Linked DNA regions of Mus musculus: regions 1 and 2 are each linked to region 3. The links are chromatin contacts, called in public promoter capture Hi-C maps. All regions are on one chromosome and are shown on one strand. Each heading gives the region's core, a stretch centred on a gene start, on an enhancer-like site or on the middle of the called end of the contact. The rest is flanking DNA. Distances are from core to core; before and after follow the strand shown. Region 1 holds the start of Arf3 (ADP-ribosylation factor 3). Region 2 holds the start of Fkbp11 (FK506 binding protein 11). Region 3 holds the start of Cers5 (ceramide synthase 5).

What was found. Promoter capture Hi-C pulls out the DNA fragments that hold promoters and counts their contacts.
Region 1: a promoter capture Hi-C map of liver shows a contact between it and region 3, with 4 times the contacts expected there. The contact joins the promoter of Arf3 here to the promoter of Cers5 in region 3. A contact is called at or near these places in 2 of 39 promoter capture datasets (both in liver) and 1 of 115 datasets of contacts at active chromatin or transcription factors (microglia).
Region 2: a promoter capture Hi-C map of liver shows a contact between it and region 3, with 2.5 times the contacts expected there. The contact joins the promoter of Fkbp11 here to the promoter of Cers5 in region 3. A contact is called at or near these places in 1 of 39 promoter capture datasets (liver) and 1 of 115 datasets of contacts at active chromatin or transcription factors (pancreatic cancer cells).

What each region holds. Positions count from the first base shown.
Region 1 is chr15:98,760,900-98,764,586 of GRCm38.p6, reverse strand. It overlaps Arf3 (ADP-ribosylation factor 3), which reads left to right and starts at 1,469. Exons shown (of 5, transcript NM_007478.3): 1 at 1,469-1,607. It overlaps LOC115488470, which reads left to right and starts at 2,541. Exons shown (of 1, transcript XM_030248862.1): 1 at 2,541-3,687. The coding sequence starts at 2,675. The coding sequence ends at 3,139.
Region 2 is chr15:98,725,967-98,729,906 of GRCm38.p6, reverse strand. It overlaps Fkbp11 (FK506 binding protein 11), which reads left to right and starts at 1,709. Exons shown (of 6, transcript NM_024169.4): 1 at 1,709-1,950; 2 at 2,159-2,224; 3 at 2,609-2,696; 4 at 2,974-3,007; 5 at 3,353-3,423. The coding sequence starts at 1,822.
Region 3 is chr15:99,770,984-99,774,826 of GRCm38.p6, reverse strand. It overlaps Cers5 (ceramide synthase 5), which reads left to right and starts at 2,312. Exons shown (of 10, transcript NM_028015.2): 1 at 2,312-2,644. The coding sequence starts at 2,448.

The sequences.
Region 1 (3,687 bases), core at 220-2,719, 1.0 Mb after region 3:
CCTAAAGTAAGATGGGGGATGATGCCAGGAGAATCACACAGAGCTAGCCTAGAGTGTGCACTGCAGCAGCAGAAACCAGAGATCCTGGCCCAACGAGGGAAAAAAGTCAAGAACAGCGACTCCCAAAAGGTGTCCTCTCTAACCTCCACATCTTGCTAGAGCACAAGTGCACCCGCAATCTCTCATACAAGCACACACACACAGAGTTAATAAATGGAGGGAAAAACGAGCAAAAACCAGAGCTTAACAAAGGCTCTCAACAGCATTGAGTCCTGAGTGGGGACAAATATAATTCTCTTCGTTATAAGCAAGTTCCTTGCTGTCCATCTCTTCGTTAACCATCTCTGGCTGTTCTGGAGCCTGCTCTGTAAATCAGACTGACCTTTAACTCACAGACATCCACCTGCCTCTGCACCCTAGTCTCCAGTGCTGGGATTAAAAGCTTGTGCCACCACCGCCCCCAGCCAGTCCTGTAATTTTTGAGGTAAACAAGAGAAGACAAACTGGTATAAAGGTATAAACCAGAGACAGATGTGACAAGAGATAGATTCTGTTCCCAGCCTATGTTTTGGAGGGAGAGAAGAGTTATAACGCTGCACCAAGCTCTTATACTTGATGCATTTAAAGAACGCAGTGGGGGCTGGTGAGATGGCTCAGTGGGTAAGAGCACCCGTTTCTGGCGAGGACCCTTCTAGCTCAGATTCTAACATAGCTTGTGGCTAGAGTCTCAGGCAGTGTCTCCATCATGTCAAAAGATGAGTGTCAGGGAAGGAAGGCGGGGTCCTGGGTGCGCTTTCCTGGGGATACTAAAATCCAGACTCATCTAGAGAGACTTCATGAGAGCCGCCTCTGAGTTTCTGCCCTCTGCCTTTCAGCCTCAACCTCCTAGACGACCCCATCCAGATGTTTCCTCTAGTATCTGGAATGCATCGTTCTTTCTCCTCTTCCTTTATGGGAAAGGATCTCAGAGAAAGCATCCTTAGGAACTAGGGAGCAGAGCGGATTAGCAGGTGGGGTGCGAGTGATGCGCTGTTTATTTGGAATAAGACTGGACTAGAGCAGGATACAGCAACCGTTTTCATCCTCCATGCTCCACATGGGCTCTGCTTAAGAAACCCCGGAGACTCCCTGGTCCGAGCCCTGTGGCCAGCGCAGCCAGGATGTGGCAAGGTCCCGGAGCTCGCTCTGCTCGGGAGCCTCACCTCAGTGCCCACAGCCCCCTCTACACGCCGTGCCTTCCGATCCTCCAGCCCCCACACAGGCCCCCGCCTAGGCTCAGCTTCAGCACCGGCTGCTTTTGCTGCAGCCGCTGCCATGGTGATGGGTCTCGCGAGAACTGCCGCTCGCTACCGCGCACTTCTCGCGCGATCGTGGAGGTGGGAAGTAGCCCGGGCTGGGGGTGGGTGTTCGCCGCACAGCTCCTGTCGCCGTCGCGGCTTCCGGTGCTAGGTGGAGGGCGGGCAGGAGGGAGCCGGGGAGCGGGCCAGCGGACCATCTTCACCGCGGTCGGGTCGGCTTGCGGAGCGGGAGGCAGCGGCCGGAGAGCCGGGCGGAACCTGCGGGGGCGGAGGCGGCGGTGGCAGCCGCGGCGCAGGGAGCAGGAACAGGTTCGGAGCTGGGGAGGGAAGGCGGGTCCGGGCAGGGAAGAGGCTGGGTCCGGGTGGGAGCCCGAGGCCCCCGGCCGCGGTCCGGCTCGCACCGTCTGGGCGAGGTGCTGGTGTGGGGGGTGATCCTCGCTGAGCTTGGGGACCCCAGCCCCACTCCTGTCCCCGCAGCCGAAGGACGCCGAGCTGGGGTGGGGGCGGGGGGCGCACACGGATTTGTCCTCCGCCTCCCCCGAGGGTGCGACCTGGGCTGCAGAGGTGAGCTTGGGAGGGTTGGGGACGAGGGGGAGGCAGGCTGACCTGTGGGAGGGGGACGCGGGGGCGGTGTGGCTGTTTGGCTCTCTTTTCCTTGGGTTTAAAGGGCTGCGAGGAACGCTGCCTTTTCTCTCTCCCTCCCCCGCCCGAGCTGTGGGGGAACCAAAGAAAAGCCGTGCCGTGCCGTGGTTATTCTCCTCCCTCACCCAGCGCGAGGCGTGGGGGGCCGGGGCTTAGTATCAGGGCCTACTGGTGGGGCTCGGCTGGCTGCGCACGGTCCTCACGGAGGTGGCGCTCTGCTCTGGGGTGTTGGGAAGAGGGCAGCAGGTGGGGAGAGGGTGGAGAGGAGGCTGGAGACGGGGGAGGGGGACCTGAGCTAGCTCGGAGGAGAGAGGTGGGGCCTTCCTCCCCCAGGCGGAGCGGGGGCGGTGTCACCGAAGGAGGGAGCAGCTTGTCACTGGCCCTGAGTTTGTGTCTTCCAATCCGCTTTCTTTCTCTAGGAAGTACCAGGATTCCCGGAACAGAAAATGAAGCCTTTGCTTAGCATGCCAGTCCTTTTTGAAGGAAGGAGGGGGAGGTGGGGAGGTGAAGTTCCCTGTTAAAACCTCAGGGTCCTTTAGTTAAGTCGTAACTCTTTGGAGAGACTTGTTTTTTTTTTTGGGGGGGGGGGAGAGGGTCTCTGGGCCAGGAAGAATGTAGTGGAGGGTTATGTATGTGGTCAGGACTAAGAAGAAAATAGTGAGGTCATTAGGGAGACGGGTAATGTAAAACCCGTCTCTGCCACTGTTGCATTGGGTCACCCTTGGGTCCATGGCATGAAAGTTTTATTGGGAGGAGATCTGCTGCAGGAGTCTGATTGCTTGAGTCATTGCAACAGGATAGAATCTAGTCTCTGCATACCTCCATCTGTGACCCCAGGCAGGGGGATAGGGAACTGTCTTTGCTGCCATTTTGTCTTAGACCTGTTTGGGGATAGTATCCCCACTGTGTGCTGCAGTGGCCATTGGGTTGGCCTTTGGCATGTTGGACCTGCGCTTGAGTACATTGTTAAAGGCCGTTTTAAGAAAGGCCCATCCACTTACATTCAGCTTTTCACACAAGGAGTCACTGACCTTGGAGGCAGCTGGAAAGGGCTCCCAGGTGTCACACAGTCACTCCTGCACAGTTTTCCTTCTTTCTCTCCTTCCTTTCCCCCTCCCTTACTCCTTTGTTTGTTTGAGATGCAGTGCCCTTGCTCGCCTCAACCTACCAGCTGCCTGCCGCTGTCTCTGGAGTGCTGAGGTTGACCTGGGAACCGAGGCAGACCCTTACTTCCTTTTTTGAGACAGGCTGGATTTGAATCTTGCTTTTGTAAGAACACGGGATAGCAATGCATAGAACTGCGCAAGGTTTCTAGCTACTGCTTAAGGAAGAGGTAGTGCAGCGAGGGGAAGGAGTTCTCTACTGATGAGAAGGAGAAACTTCTTTAAAGCCAGGGTTGTTAAAGTTGAGGCTGTGGCTGACAGAAACTGGGATCTGCTTCCTCACATAGCTTTGGAAGTAGATACCAAGAGGCCTGTGAGTCAGAGCACACCAGTGCTTTGGCTAACGGTGTGCTTAGAGGCGGGATGCCGCAGTGATTGAAGCTGGGTTGTAGAGACAGACAAGATGGGGCCAGGCTCACCTCCTGCCTGTGCTGTCCCGAGCTGTCCCATGCTGTCCTGTTGTATACATTTGATAACTTACTTGTTCGCACTTAGGTTTCATTTTTCCTTTTGCATAAGGAGAGTCATGGTAGCAGCTACCTAGTAGGCTGTCGTGAGAGTTAAATGAGATAAGTGAAAAGTCC
Region 2 (3,940 bases), core at 460-2,959, 1.0 Mb after region 3:
CTACCTCCCTAGCCACATGCACAGAAGTTAGGCACACATTTGACGGGTTTAAAGTGCATCTATAAAACCCCATATCCTCAAGACACAGCATGCTACCAACCCCAGGAATTCCTGCCGCCTGTGGCTTCAGTTAGTATTTGAGGGGGGTTTTATGTAGCCATGCTGGGGTTCAAGGTGTGCACCACCCTATCCCACTGTACCAATTCAGGTTCCAGTGTTTTGTTTTTGTTGCTTCTTTAAAGAGAGTTTGACTGTGTAGTCCTACATGGCCTGAAACTCAGGAATTTGTCTGCCTCTGCCCCCTGAGTGTTGGAATTAAAGGTGTGTACCACAACATCTGGAAGGCAGGGTTTTGCTTTTTTTTTTTTAAGATTTATTTTTATTGTGTATATGGACACTAGACGAGGGCATTGGAGTCCTTGGAGCTAGAGTTACAGACTTTTTGAGCCATCTGATGTGTGTGCAGGGAATTGGTCTTTGGAAGAGCAGCAAACTCTCTTAAGCACTGAGCCATCTATCCAGCCTCTGACAATGAGCATTTAAAAAATAATTCCTGGGTTAGGGGTGTTAACTAAGGCGCTTGCCAGGTATGAGCAGAGCCCTGCCTGGACTGGATCCCCAATACCACAAAGCCACCCCCAGAGAACATGAGAGCTTAATTAGAATGATAGCATTATATATGGAGGCACTCGCTAATGGGGCTGGAAGAGGAAATCCCAAAGGAAACTGGTTGGGTATTAGAGATGGAAGAAATCTCAGAATGTCGGTACAGGAGAACCACCAAGACAGCCAGGTCAGGGAGGTCAGGTTCTTCCAAATAAGAGGAAGTGTGTGTTGGGTGTGTGTGTGTGTAGTCTGAGCTGCTGGCCAGACACACAGGTGGAATTGTGTTTACAACCGGTATCAATGCTAAAGAAGACAACGAACCAAGAAACAGCCTGAGAATAAATATGGTATGGAAGGACACCATGCCAGACAGCCTTTGAGTGAGTGACCAGGAGCTGGGTACCACAGCTTAGGTTGTCAGTGAGTGTTCAGACCATGAAATTCGAAACTGGTAAGGCTGCCTAAAATTACTTGAGCCCCCTTTAAAAACTGAAGTCCTTGCATAAACACAAGACTGGTGTCCGTGCTGCTGTTGTGAAAAGGATTTGTGGAAAACAGGAAGGAAACGCCATTGCTGGTAGGAGAAGATCTGTGATGGATCACTTTTTACAGGAAGATGCCCCGTAATGCTTCCCAAGACAGGAGGCTGGAGAAGCCGCCAGCTCTTTCTGGACATACCCGAGAGCAGAATGAACAGGAGTGTGAAGGGTCAGCCGACTTGGACACCTGCCTCTGGGCTTAGTGGAAAGGGACAGATCTTAGAAGACCGAGCAGAGCACAAATGCTAGCCCTGTGCTTGAGTACTGTCACCAGTTGCCATGTTAACCTTGGGCAAGTGCCCTAGCTATGAAATGGGGACAAGTGTGTGCCTCCCTTTCCTGGCCATTCGCAGGTTAGAGACAAACGAACGCCCCTCTTTACAGTTGGTAATGGCAAATATGTGCTATTACATGATCCAGCCGTCGTCATGGGTCAGAAAGACTGTTAGATGGGTCACCATCCGCGACCTCCATCACAGGTTAGGGAATTCTGCAGTCTCTTCCCCTCTAGGAGGTGGGGACAAAGTGGAGGGAGGGCTGCAAGAGGAGGAGGAGGAGGAGCTAGCGCCTTGAAAACCCGCCCATACCAGTCTGGCCTGGAGTGAGGGAACCCGTCCTGGTCGCGTGCACCCGAACAGCCTGCCCTGGTATCCTGGTGCTCTGACCCGGTCCAATCATGACCCTGAGCCCTTTGCTCCTACCACTCCAGCTGTTACTGCTGCTACTGTTCAGTGGGGCGGTGTGCCGGGCTGAGGCTGGGCCAGAAACCGAAAGTCCTGTCCGGACCCTCCAAGTGGAGACCCTGGTGAGGAGACTGTGGTGCCACTCCCCTCCCCCCACCCCATGTCCCGCCGTTCCCCTTTACGGCCAGGGATCGCGGGGAAGCCTGGGACTCTAAATGGTCCTGTGAGAGTGAAGAGGAAAGAAGCGAAGGAACTGAGTTGGGGGAAAAGGTGCTGGGTCTCCAGAGGAGCTTAGGAGGAGCAGCCTTGACCCTTGTAGTCTGATCGTAGGTGCAGCCCCCTGAATCGTGCACGGAATCTGCTGCCATTGGAGACACGCTCCACATACACTACACGGTGAGGGGCTTGGGGGTCCGGGGCGTGGCCTGGGAGGGGCGGCGCCCGGCTGAAACACGTCAGCTTTGGCTTGGACACGTGGCAAGCTATCCTAGAGAACTTGAGTCCTAGGATCAGCCCGCACGTGGGGGCGTCCTCTCGCCTGCTTCTCTTTCTTCCTTGTTTTCTGCCGATTCCTCTCCAGCGCTGAGAAAAGAAGGATAGAGAGAGCTCCAAGAAGCGCCAGCCCCGTGGGGCTTCCTGTTCCTTCTTGCCCATGGTGGTGGTGGGTGGAAGGAGATGGGGACAGGACACAAGTTTGTTAAAGGGGTTGCTTCCTTCCGGGTGGTCCCAAATTGTGGGAAGAATGGTGGGTTTAGACCCACCATTTTTTTTTGTCTTCAGGGCAGTTTGGTAGATGGACGCATTATTGACACTTCTCTGACCAGAGATCCTCTGGTCATAGAACTCGGCCAAAAGCAGGTGATTCCAGGTATGTGCCCCGTGCCTCTGACCTCTCCCTAGCCTAAGCCCTTGCTTGCTTGCCGGCTGTATTGCTCTGGAACAGCCGCTAGAATGAAAAGGATCCCAAGGCTCTCCCGCTACCTCAGACTCCACTTCTAACACTCTTCTTGCCCCACACATCACTGCGGCAGAGAGTCTGAGAAGTGGAGCTAAGCTCATTTGATGACGGGGAGCCTTTGATTTTCCTCTTGGGTACTGTGGGGAAGATATGTAGCTTCTAGTTCAGTTTTGCCTTCTTCCTCAAGGTCTGGAGCAGAGCCTTTTGGACATGTGTGTGGGGTGAGTATCTGAAGGCCGGGGCCTGACTGCTCCTTTTTCCGGGTAGAAGGTTTCTCTGTCATCCCTTCTCCAGTGGCAGGACGTTGTAGAGTAAAGGGCCCCTGACTTCATACTGGAGAGGTGCAGGTTAATGGGAACCCCCCCCCCAGGGCATCTCTCCAGCTGTCAGTTTTGTTGGGGGAGGCTGAGTGCTGTGGGGAGATTGGTGACTTTGCTGATCCACCTGTCAGGTGGAGAATTTCATATTTTGGTGTCGCTATCTGAGGAGGGGGGTAAGGCACTTCAGATGGGCTGAGGCTGCCAGCTCACCCCCCTCCTGCCTGCAATCCCTGTTCCTTCCCTCAGAGAGAAGCGAAGAGCAGTCATTCCTTCTCACCTGGCTTATGGAAAGCGAGGGTACCCGCCATCTATCCCAGGTAACCTAACCAGGCCTTTCTCCTGCCTGTCACACACAGTCCCAAGAACCTCTGCTCTGTCTCGAGCTTGAAAAAGTCCAGATCAAATCTCAGGAAAGAATTGAGCTGGGGCTCCTCCTTCAAGGCCACTTTTTCTCCAGGAGAGGCTATAAAGCACCTGTGAAGGCCACCTGACCTGGCTGTAGACAGCTGGTGACTTTTTGGCACCGGCTTGAGCCACGTGGGTCCTGCTGCCTACACTACTTATCCCAGAGCACCAAAGTATAGCTGGCTACTTGACCTTGACTCCTAGAATTCACCTTCACACGAGATTCTTACACCAGTGTTGCCTGTAGGGGGCCCTGGAAGAGAGTAGGGAGGACCAAGCAAAGTCTTTCTGTTTTTTTTTTTAATTTATTTATTATTATACATATATATTATGAATATAAGTACACTGTAGCTGTCTTCAGAAGCACCAGAAGAGGGTATCAGATCTCATTATGGGTGGTTGTGAGCCACCATGTGGTTGCTGGCATTT
Region 3 (3,843 bases), core at 1,063-3,562:
ATATAATAAATGTAATTTGCACACACACACACCATACCACACACATGGAGTAGTTTCCATAAATGAGGCCGAGTTTAATGGACATGGCTTCAAGCAACGGTTCAGGAGCCTGCGATGTCACTTATGAGTTTGTTAGAAATAAGAAATGGGGGCTGGAGAGATGGCTCAGCAGATAAAAGCACTGGCTGCTCCTCCAAAGGTCCTGAGTTCAAATCCCAGCAACCACATGGTGGCTCACAACCATCCGTAATGGGGATCTGATGCCGACAGCTACAGTGTACTTAGATACAGTAAACCAATAAATCCTAAAGCAAGCAAGCAAGCAAGCAATGCTGAGGCTGTAGCTCAGCTGCAGCGAGTGTGCTTCCCATGCGTAAGGCCAGGGTTCAATCTGCAACACCAAAACAGAAAAGTCAATTAAGTCCACTCCCATGGGTTCTGTTCAGAGCATCTCTGGTTGGGCCCAGAAAGCTCCTAACACTCTCCATATGCGGCATGGGATAAGGCTAACGTCTGAGAAGCACTCAGGTGAGGAACACTTTTGAGTGTCCTCACTGGGTGGCTCTTTCATGACTGGCCCTCACCTCACACTTTAAACATACCCTACTAGTTGTGAAGTTCCTTTATCTGTTGTCCTCAGACCGTAAGTTGAGATTACCATCACCGCTGTCCCCAGTTAGTTCCTGGCTATTAGCCTTGTAGCTAAGTTTTAACCAATGTTCAGGGCTCTCTGGCAATTGAAGGACAGTTTAGTCCTCTGAAAACTGCCTGGTCTCTGGTTTGTTTCCTTGTTTAGGTAGATTTACAAGAGTTCAAGGTTTGCTCTGACCATTTAAAGTTGAGGTGGGGGGCTGGAGAGATGGCTCAGCAGATAAGAGCCCTGACTATTCTTCCAGAGGTCATGAGTTCAAATCCCAGCAACCACATGGTGGCTCACAACTATCTGTAATGAGATCTGATCCCCTCTTCTGGGGGTGTCTGAAGATAGCTACAGTGTACTTACATATAATAAATAAATAGGCCAAAGCGATCTGGGCCCAAGCGGGCTGGAAACAATAAATAAATAAAAAAATAAAGTTGAGGTGGTTTGTAAGATAAGGAAATGAGAGTTCTGGAGTCTAAGTATTTTCTTTCTTTTTTTTTTAAGATTTATTTATTTATTATATCTAAGTATACTGTAGCTATCTTCAGACACTACAGAAGAGGGAGTCAGATCTCATTACAGATGGTTGTGAGCCACCATGTGGTTGCTGGGATTTGAACTCCAGACCTTCGGAAGAGCAGTCGGGTGCTCTTACCCACTGAGACATCTCACCAGCCCCTCTAATTATTTTCTAATTACAGCTGTTGGTCTATATGACTTTGGGCAAACTATTCTGCCTCTTTGGACTTCAGTTTATTCCTTCATAAACTGCTACATGACAGATGTCATTAAAACTAGCGGTCATTTATTTTCCTTTTGCCTTGTTGCTTTTTTTTCCCCCCATTACCTTCTGCCTCAAGAGGGGAGAGGAGGAACCTTTTGTCCTGTACTGTATGCAAACTGGTCTTAAAAGGAAGGGACAATTCTCTCCCTTTGGTCACCCAAGTGCGGAGCCGTCAGCTGTGAAACACTACCTCCCACAGACACTCAAAAGGGAATGGGGGTGGGATGGGGAGGTCTCATGAAGTTCATTTTGGCCCTGAACTTGCAGAGAACGACCCTGAGCCCCAAGTGGGATTACAGTGGAGGCTGGAATTACAGGCTTTTAATGTAAAGATATTTCAAAGCCTTGTGTTTTCTCTGAGAAAAAGTGAAGGTAACTTTTAAGGCCTAAAGCCAAGGAGGGGGGTGGAGATCAAGGAAGTGCAAAAAAGGAGAAGGAGGAGTAGGAGGAGGAGTATGAGGAGGAGGAGGAGGAGGAGGAGGAGGAGGAGGGGGAGGAGGAGGAGGAGGAGGAATCAACTAGGATGAACAGCACAGCCGGCTGGCTGGGACACCGGGACTGTAAGTGATGATCAGGAACGTATAGCCGGGCCGGGAGCCAGAAAGAACTTGAATCTGCTGGACTAGGAAGAGTGTTTCCAAAAGGGAGAAACTAGCCTGAGGTAGGGGTGTGACCATGGTGATGTCGAACCTGCTGAAAGAAACTGGGCGTGGCTCGGGCTGCAGGTGAGGGGCGTGACCAGGACAGGTGGGCGTGGCCAAGAAGAAATGGGCACGCGGGGCGAGGCCGGGACCCACATGAGGGGCCTGGGCTGCTGCGACGGAGAAGTGGGCGGGAAGGCGGGATGGGCGGGGAGGAGGCCATCCTTGCGGGAGAGGCGGGCTGGGCGGCTGGGAGGACCCAGGGACGGAAGAGGGTGGCCGTAGGCCGGGCCCCGCCTCGGGGCCGCCTCCCAGCGGGTTCCTTTTGCCTTGACTGCCTCCGAGGCTGTGGCGGCAGTGGCCGCCGGGCGCGCGTAAGATGGCGACTGCAGCAGCGGAAACCCTGGGCCTCCTGTGGGGTTGGCTGTGGAGCGAGAGCTTCTGGCTGCCTCAGAACGTGAGCTGGGCGGACCTGGAGGGCCCGGGCGACGGCTACGGCTACCCGCGCGCCCAGCACGTGCTGTCGGTGTTCCCGCTGGCAGTGTGCATCTTCTCCGTGAGGATGCTGTTTGAGCGGTGAGCGTTGCTGCGCGGGGCCGGGGATGGCGGGGGGTAGGGGCGGGACGCCTGGGCCGGAGACCGAGGGCCGGAAGCCGAGGCGGCGGGGCGGGGGAGCCGGGGAGCCCGGGCCGCGGCGGGGATGCTCGGAGCCCGGCGACGCGCCCCTGGAGCCTGCGTGCGCGCAGACCGCGCGAGTCTAGGGTGTGGGCGAGTGAGAGAGAATCGAGGGGAGTGCTGGGCCTCAGAAGTGCAGATCACAGAGTCGCATGGAGCTCTCGAAGGCTGCCTCCCAATCTCCAGGAACCCAAGAGTGAGTCGTGCTCCCGCAGTGCCCGGCGAGAGGAACGGGAAGGGCCTGGGAGAACCAGAATTAGCTGGGGTCCTGGAAGCTTGTGGGTTCAGTGCAAGCGCCAGAGCTTCCGAGCGACGTAGGTGGATGCATGAGATGTAATGTTTGCTAAAGTTACTTTACTTCTGGGGTTTGAAACAACAGGATCAGTTAGGCCCCAAGCCCTGATTTGTTAGCGCGTGAACGTGTTAGTATGACAGCAGACGTCTGGCTAGGATAGGGTGTGGTGAAGCCTGAGGCTTCCAACATTTGGGGAAGGTGTCAAGAGGAACTGCTGAACGGGCCTTGGAAGCCTGAGATGGGAGAAGTGGTCATTTTGAAGGCGATGGAGCCTGAGACTTTATTGGAAACAGCTTTGTGAACCAGCTTCTAAGGTGGTAGTATTCACAACATACTTTGCCCAGCTACATGCTCTGGGCAGAAGATCCCCCCCACCCCACCCCCACCCCGTTCTTCAAAGGGCTAGTCTTATCTGCTGCCAAAAAGACACTGTTCTTCAAGGATCTGATGCGATCTGTAATGAGGATCAATCATAGCTGTGTTTTTGATAAAGCTTACTCAAACTCCAAGGAAGTACTTTCCTCGTAGGCAGAGACGCCTTCTGTAAAAACCTTATCTAGAACAAACACGACACTGATGCCAGAATTCCTTTTCTAGTGTGGAGATGTGGTTAGACAAAATAATCCATTACTCAGAAGTATCTGTTTTGGATTACTTCTTTGATTTGTCTACAAGGGTTTTTTTTCTTATATCCAGCTAGTCACTAATCTGTATTTAGTAATACTATTTATCTCTTCTAAAAGTGCTATGCCAGACACTCAGATGCAAAAAGTAAATATATAATAAATAGATTAAGTGAAACTCA